2 separate regions of the Macaca mulatta genome follow, and region 2 is linked to region 1. Evidence: chromatin contacts called from public Hi-C data. All regions are on one chromosome and are shown on one strand. Each heading gives the region's core, a stretch centred on a gene start, on an enhancer-like site or on the middle of the called end of the contact. The rest is flanking DNA. Distances are from core to core; before and after follow the strand shown.

Region 1 (4,111 bases), core at 779-3,278:
TAATGGCAGAATGATGCTCTCAGCCAAGTGGTACAAAGATGGATGATTAATCCGTTCAAGTTAGAACATTCACTAATCAACAAACGTTTAAAAAAAAGTTCAGTAAGTGCCCAGTCACATACTAGACAGTGATAAGCAAAGAAGAAAAGACACAGTCTGGATGGCCAGATTAAGCCATACTAAAGGTATACTTATAGAGGTCAAAGAAGCTAAGCTCTGATGCCATTTAATAGTTAGAATATTTTACCTTGTGTGACAAATGTCCTTTTCTAAATAAAAATCTAAATCTTTTTAAAGAGTTAGCAGTTAAGATTAGTTACTGAAGGTAACGAATAAGGTAATATTGTGGGAGGCCAAGGCAGGAGGATCGTTTGAGGCCAGAGTTCAAGACCAGTTTAGGCAACAAAGTAAGACCCTGTTTCTAAAAAAAAAATTTTACATTAGGTGGGTGTGGTGACATGTACCTGTGGTCCCAGCTATTCAGGAGGCTGAGGCAAGAGGATCCCCTGAGCCAAGGAGTTAAAAGGCTGCAGCGAGCTATGATCATACCACTGCACTCCAGCCTGGGTGACAGAGTAAGACCTTGTTTTTAAAAAAAAAAAATTTTTTTTTTGCTGGACGTGGTGGCTCATGCCTGTAATCCCAGCACTTTGGGAGGCCAAGGCTGGATGTGGTAGCTTATGCCTGTAATTCCAGCACTTTGGGAGGCCAAGGCAGGAGGGTCACTTGAGGCCAGGAGTTCAAGACCAGCTTAGGCAACATAGCAAGACCCTATCTCTGCAAAAAATAGAAAAATTAGCTGGGTGTGCTGGTTTGCACCTGTGGTCTCAGCTATCCCAGAGGCTAAGGTGAGAGGATTGCTTGAGCCTAGGAGTCTGAGGCTGCAGTGAGCTAGGACAGCACTGCTGCACTCCAGTCATCGGAGTGAGACCCTGTATGCATAAAGAAAAAATTTTTTAATATGAATAGAGGTAAAATAAAAGATTATTGTATTTTCTATAAAAGAGTCTGAACAAAAATAAAATTTCAGGTATAAAATTAAAACTTCCCTTATATCAAAAATAATCACATCAACAATATCTGCTATTGAGCAAACTGTAAGCTTCGGTTAACAATCTGCAATATTTCTGCACTTAATAATTTAGAAGATATTAAAGAATCCTGTTTTTACGGTGCCAACAAAACTACTTCAATATGGGAAATTTAATCTTTTCTTTCAAAGGACATATGGCCAATGTACATGTGCACAGGCTGGGAAATTACCTGAAACAGCTTCTCAGAGCTCTGGGGCAGGGCTGCAGGAGAATAAGTGGGATCCATTTCTGTGAACTCTTCTGCAAAGTTACTCACGTCTAATTCATCTCGAATGACCGGCTTAAATGGTGCAGGCACTTTTTTGGCGGCTAAATCATCCCAATTTATTTTCTAAAACAAAGTTGGTACAAAGTAGAAATCAACAGTCAAAACATATTTTCTAAGAATAGCAAAGATAAATTAGGATTTTGACTGGTAGGGAGAGAGGATAAAAATAAGGGAACATATTTTACATCAATAATAAAAAATATATTTTTTCCAAGCAAGATCACAGCAGTTTATATCTCCAACCAATGCTGTGCCTCAAAGATGAGACTATCGCTGTTGAATCTCAGAGTGTCCTCTGGAGGGCACCAAGACACCCTAGTTTACCTTTAAAGATAACAGAAAAATACTTTTGTCCTGAGCCTCTTCAGAAAGGTGCTAAGCCAAAAAGAAAACAAGCAAAAAACCCAAAACAAAATAAAAAACTGAAATAAAGGGTTTCCAAATGCTCTACAGATGAGGATATTAGCTCTAAAGGAACATTCCTATTTTCTAGAGGCAGTGTTACTTAGCTCTCCGCCTGCACTTGCTTTTCCTCCTGGGCATCCGGACAGACTGCAAAATAAGTAATCATGCATGTGCCTATGTCTAGAAGTTCAAATGATACCATTATACGGATGTGATCACTTATTCAACTGTGTTCAAGCATTTTAAACACTACCTCTTACATCCCCCATAGAATAATGCAAGCCCCTTTTCCCTCTAGGTCACTTACTGAGTTATATTACTGAAATCCAACCCTTTACTCTGTTTCTTTGTGCTCCTTCTATCATTTAAAACAATCTCAGGTAACACTTACTGAATTAAATCCTACAGATCTCCTACTACCATATTTCTTCAAATCTAAGATGCCATTACTGATAGTAAGATACACAATTATTTTATGTATCATTAAGAAGAAAAAAGTATTAATCATAAGAATATAAGGTGATGGTCATTGTAACATGCATACTGATTTCAGTGACAGTAAAATATGAAAATGTGCACTTCTTGGTTGATAAAATTCAGTAAGTTTAATCAATTACCATAAAATGTTTTTATTATGTTGTCTTGTAGATGCAATAGAAACAAAATAATTAAATTACAGATCTCCAAATTTCTCAGCTAAAATGGAATTGAGATCATTTAGTTCATCTCCTTTATTTGATCCAGTGAAACTGAGGCCGAGAAATAAGAAATAACCTTTTCACTCAAACGCAGTTGATGGAAGAGTCAGGATTTGAACATAGTCTCTTGACTTTCTAGTTAGTGTTTTTTTCTCTCTGCAGCTGTAATGTTTTCCATTACAAGCACATAACTTGTGCTTGGCTATTGTACATATATTAAAAGAAACTTCTAGAGGAAAGGGGTAATTTAAAGAAACAGGTTGTTAGCAGGAGAATGTTTAATATGTAGAAAATGGAATGCTATTATGATCCTTTCCACCTCCGCACCACTTACAGAGAAAAAGCCCATTTAGGCCTTTACAAGTAGAATTCTGGTCTCTCCAAAAGTGTCCTATCATTTAAAACGTCAAGGCAATTAAGTAATCTAAAATTACTATTTCAAGCTACTGAAAAGAGAAATTTCTCTAATATGAAAGACAAACTGCAATATTCCCAAATACAGGGAGCCATGGAGAAAAAGATCTTAGGAAAATATGGTCGGGGGTACTTTGCTTGACTTGTTTCTTAAATTTTACTGTTAACTTTTGAGATAAACTTCTGAACAAGATATGTGAAAGTTTGTTCAAAGAGTAATCCTTCCAAGCCATGTGAATCTATGAAATGCATATGAGAGGTTTATTTTATTCTAAATATATTTCTCACTATGTTACTGAACTTCTGTAAGATGTGCAGTATTTAAAAAAAATAATTACATTGATAGACTAAGAAAAATATGCCTTTTTTTGAGCATAGAAGTGCAGAGATAATTCTCATTTCTAACCAATATTTGTTTCTATATATTTAAAAAATAATAAATAACAACATGAAGCTTAACTGACAAAAGAGATTTTCTTCATTTTGATATATTATTTTCATTTGTTTTGGTGATAATCATGTAAAAGTTTAATTTACAGAATAAAAAATAAAACCAGATGGTCCCTTTAGACCATAAATATTTAGGTCAGGCTTATTGATAAGAAGAAGTTATTTAAAAGTTGTATCTCCAGAGTTTTAGAAATCAAAGCCATGGCATCCCCAGTTTTGACGAATGAGGCTGGAAATAACGAGCCAACTCAGTTAAATGATTTTTCCCAGAAGTTTAATATTTTGGTGTTTTTTTTGTACTAAACTGAGCAGATATGTTGGTCCTCAGTAGAATGGTCTCATTAGGCTTTTTCAGAATAAGAGAAGCACTGTCACAGGACAAAGGAAATAAATGAATAACTCTCTTTGTGTCATGAATATGTAACTGAGAAATAGGTAAATCTAAAATTTTTAAAGATTACTTCTGGGAAAAGAGGAAGTGATGAAATCACTATCTAAAAGGTGAAACATAGTGGCGGTAATAGCTCATGAACTGAAACAGAAGTAAAAAGTACAGTAAAAGTCTCCTTAGTCCATATGGCTAGATCTCAAGATCATAAATGGAAACCACCCCCTAGAAACTCTAATGAATGAGTATGTAGAAAATTGAATGCTATTATGATCCTCCCCACTCCTGCTCCATTGAGGGAGAAAAAGACCATTTATGTTTATACAAGGAGAGTTTGACCCTACCTAAAGGGTCCCTATCGTTAAAAACAAACAAAAAAGGCCGGGCACGGTGG
Region 2 (4,111 bases), core at 670-3,169, 280 kb after region 1:
ATTTCCCCCTTCTCTGTGTCACGCTACCCAGACTGTTGACATTCACTGCTGTGTATTGCCGGTATCTGTTTTCAATGAAGTCTCACCTATCAATGTAGGATTATGAGCTCTTTAAACACTGGGATGGGCCAGGCACGGTGGCTCACGCCTCTAATCCCAGCACTTTGGAAGGCCAAGGAGGGCAGATCACCTGAGATGAGGAATACGAGACCAGCATGGCCAACATGGTGAAACCCTGTCTCTACTAAAAATACAAAAATTAGCCAGGCATGGTGGCGTGGGCCTATAATCTCAGCTACTCGGGAGGCTGAGGTGGGAGAATCACTTGAACCTGGGAGGCGGAGGTTGCAGTGAGCCAAGATCACGCCATTGCACTCCAGGCTGGGCTACAGAGCGAGACTCCATCTCAAAAAATCAAAAAAACATTAAAAAAAAAAAAAAAAAAAAGACTGGGATGGTGTCCTCCATTACTCTAGCCCCATCACCTAGCATGTGCCTGACATGGAGGCATGGCTCAGTAAAAGAGTTTGGAGTGAGTAAAGAATAAGCTTGTAACCAAAGAAGGCTTTGAGCCCTACAGAAGAGTTTCCTCTAAGGGAAGAGAAAGGCGTCACCCACTGCTGGCACTGAGACGTTCCCCAAGACACATGTTCTCTGTTCCCTTGGGCTACTGGCCCTATCTCCATAGCAGAGAGGGCACCATTTACTTTTCTTCTTCTTTTTTTTTTGAGACAGTCTCACTCTGTTGCCCAGGTTGGAGTGCAGTGGCGCGATCTCGGCTTACTGCAACCTCCACCTCCCAGTTTCAAGCGATTCTCCTGCCTCAGCCTCCTGAGTAGCTGGGATGTGCAGCTGTGTGCCACCGTGCCTGGCTAATTTTTGTATTTTTAGTATAGACGGGGTTTCACCATGTTGCCCAGTCTCGTCTTGAACTCCAGAGCTCAAGTGACCTTCCCGCCTCGGACTCCCAAAGTGCTGGGATTACAGGCATGAGCCACTGTTCCCGGCCACCATTTGCTTTTCTTGGTGGTTTGGCTTGTCTTGGATTGCGGGTATAGGAGACACACTGGCTGGGAGGTGGGGGTGTGCTCTATACATGCTGATTTAATCGTTTCTGATCTGAGGACGTTTGAAGGATGCCAACAAGGCCCCCTGCTGAAAACTATGCTCCCTACCCAGGTGCCAGGGCTGGAAATTTCAGCACTAGACATCCTCTTCTCTCTCCACAGTCCTTCTATAGTGTAGTATCAGGGGCCACAGTGAGGGTCTGGGGCCCTGCCAGCTTTCCCCTTGTGTCTACAGGATGGACTGTCCCCAGTTCTGGAAATACGAGTTCGGTGCCTGCACCGGCAGCCTGGCTTCGCTGGAGCGGTACTCAGAGCAGCTGAAGGACATGGTGGCCTTCCTCTTGGGCTGCAGCTTCTCCCTGGAGGAGGCCTTGGAGAAAGCAGGGCTCCCCAGAAGAGACCCAGCAGGTCACAGCCAGGCGGCTGCATACAAGGTAGGGACACAGCCCACAACCCACAAGGGCAGAATGGCCTGAAAATGCAGATCAACTTACATCTTCCTGGGGCAGAGAGAACACGGGCACGGGAGGTAGAAAACCTAAGCTCCAGCCCCAGCTCAGCCACTTTCTAGCTGTGCAGCCCAGGAGAAATGATCGATCTCTTTGAGCCAGCTTTGGTCCCACGCACCTCTGGGACCGCCGTGAGCACCCAGTGTGGTCCTTCTTCGTGGTTCAGTGCCGTAAACCAAACCCGCTTGGGATTTCTCTGGCTCCTTTAACTTCAGGCACCTCAGCAAGATTTTTATGAATCCTCCCTGGCTCGGGTGAGCCTCAGCCACGGGGAATGAGCCTGGCTCTGTCAATACCCAGGGATTTGTGGCAGAGCCTCGGCCAGGCAGTTCCTCCTGGGTTAGGTCACTGTCCAGAAAGCCGGGTCATGTTCCTGGCCGGAGGTTGCCTCTGGCAGTCACAAACACAGCACAGCCAGCCTCTCTGGGACGTGCCTGCTGTGCCTCTTCCAGCCCTTACTTGTCAAGGTGAGTGCACTCGACTCCCTGGTTCCACAGACCCTTCCTGGACATCTGTTGGTGAAGTCTGAGAGTTCGCTGTGCTCCAGCAGTGGTCAGCCAGCATAAACAGCCAGGCTCCAGGTTTCTTTATTTATGGAGGACTTGGATCAGAGATTTTGTCTTGGACTCTGGGACATTTATTAAAATGTCTTGGTTTGGGCTCCTGCCAGAGAGGCCCCAGCTGCCTCTGATCAGAAACAAAGCTACCCATAGTCTGTGCTGCCCTCATGGGTGAAGTGTGTGCCCGAGCGGTTCTCTTGAAGCTAGGGAAGGGTGGGGATGGGACCCCAGCGGCTGGCGGGCACCCACGGCAGGCTCTGGCTCTGGAACACACCGCTCTTTGTAGGAGGTGGGAGCTGAGAGGGCGCCATGGCTCCACATGCAGATTCTCATTTTAGATGAGGAAACCGAGGTCTAAAGAGAGAAAAGGACTTGCCCAAGTCCCAAAGCTCGATGGGAACCCGGAACTCCTGGCTCCCATCTGTACAATGTCAATAGCAGAGATGTGACAACTAAATGATGCTTTGCAGTCACAGGGTCTGCTGATATGGAAGCTATTTGTTGCCTACAAAGGTACAAGTAAGTGCCCATAGTAAGTGCTCAACACGGCCTCACTAACCCCGATGCTTATCAAATAACTTTCAGTCTAATATCGACCCCTCTGCCCGTGGGCTCCAGGGAGAGATGGCCAGGCAGCCATCTGGGATTCCACTGGCCACCCCCAGACGGAATGTGTCTCAGCCTCGGGGAGCACTGCCTGGGTCTACCAGTGGCTCCAGCACGTCCCCTCTCCTGGGTGCTATTATGCAGACACTGCTGGCAGGCACCCTGAGGTTCCATCCTGCTGCCGCCAGGGTGGTGATAGCAAGCTCTTTAGGTGGTGGCCAAGACTTCACAGTGGATTACAGTCCTGGCCATGTCCTAAATCTTTCATAAGCTCTATTGCAGGCACCAGAAACCATTCAGAAGGTGGGGTAGGGGAGCGAAACACCAATGAAAGTCACACCGATCAAAGCAGGCAACATCTGTTAAGGCAGGAGGAACCAGGCCATGCTCCCTGGGGTCTGGGGACAGGCTTGTCGCTGGTGTGGATTCAGAAGGCAGAGTGGACATCAGCTCCTACTGTGATGTTCTCCGTTGCCTCCCTCTGCCCCTGATTCACCAGAGGCTGTTTACCTGTGGTCCACGACCCTTGCAGTCCCTGGAGAAATTCAGAGCCTCCATGATACTGGATAGAAAAAAAAGTACGTTTTTCTTTTCCCTCTCTCCCTCCCACCCTCCCTCCCTCCCTCCCTCTCTCTCTCCCTTCTTTATTTTATTTTATTTTTGGCAGTCCTTGCTCAGTTGCTCAGGCTGGAGTGGAGCAGTGACACAATCACAGCTCAATGCAGCCTCAACCTCCTGGGCTCAAGAGATCCTCCCATTTCAGCCTCCTGAATAGCTGGGACTACAGGCATGCGCCAGCATACCCAGCTAATTTATGGGGTTTTTTTCTGTTTGTTTGTTTGTTTTTTTGGTAGAGATGGGGTTTCGCTGTATTGTCCAGGCTGGTCTTGAACTTCTGGGCTCAAGCGATCCAACCTTCTTGGCCTCCCAAAGTGCTGGTATTACAGACATGGACCACTGTGCCCAGCCTCATTTTTATTTTCATAACCTCAACCCACATTTAGCATTTCCTTCAATTATGAATGTAGGCAGCAAACGGCTGTCGTATCAGCAGACCCTGTGACTTCATGGCTGGCAACGGAAGCCACAGATATCTTCATATCACATTAGAGTTCGTCCTGATGTCTCAAAAATATCCTATATGCTGATCACTACTTCAAAGTTACAATGATAGTCGAACTGGCATCTTGTTTCTTAGGCTGCTACTGAGGAAGCATGCATATTGTCTCACATTTTTCCTTTTTTTTTTTTTCTTTGAGATGGAGTCTTGCTCTGTCACCCAGGCTGGAGTGCAGTGGTGTGATCTCGGCTCACTGCAACCTCTGCCTCCTGGGTTCAAGCAATTCTCCTGCCTCAGCCTCCTGAGTAG

The links. Hi-C and Micro-C count contacts between places; a contact is called where the count stands out from the background.
Region 2: a contact with region 1 is called in a Hi-C map of fetal cortical plate, with 5 times the contacts expected there. The contact joins two enhancer-like sites. A contact is called at or near these places in 9 of 14 Hi-C or Micro-C datasets (CD4 T cells, blood, cortical neurons and 5 more).

Annotation. Positions count from the first base shown.
Region 1 is chr7:164,145,658-164,149,768 of T2T-MMU8v2.0, forward strand. It overlaps RPS6KA5 (ribosomal protein S6 kinase A5), which reads right to left. Exons shown (of 17, transcript XM_077941612.1): 9 at 1,264-1,425. Among named protein-coding and RNA genes, the nearest start is that of TTC7B, 87 kb to the left of the region's middle. Within about 2 kb of position 2,029, at least 2 of the 40 cell types and tissues checked have an H3K27ac peak or open chromatin away from gene starts, as enhancers often do.
Region 2 is chr7:164,423,557-164,427,667 of T2T-MMU8v2.0, forward strand. It overlaps DGLUCY (D-glutamate cyclase), which reads left to right. Exons shown (of 13, transcript XR_013396483.1): 4 at 1,303-1,501. Among named protein-coding and RNA genes, the nearest start is that of GPR68, 92 kb to the right of the region's middle. Within about 2 kb of position 1,920, at least 6 of the 40 cell types and tissues checked have an H3K27ac peak or open chromatin away from gene starts, as enhancers often do.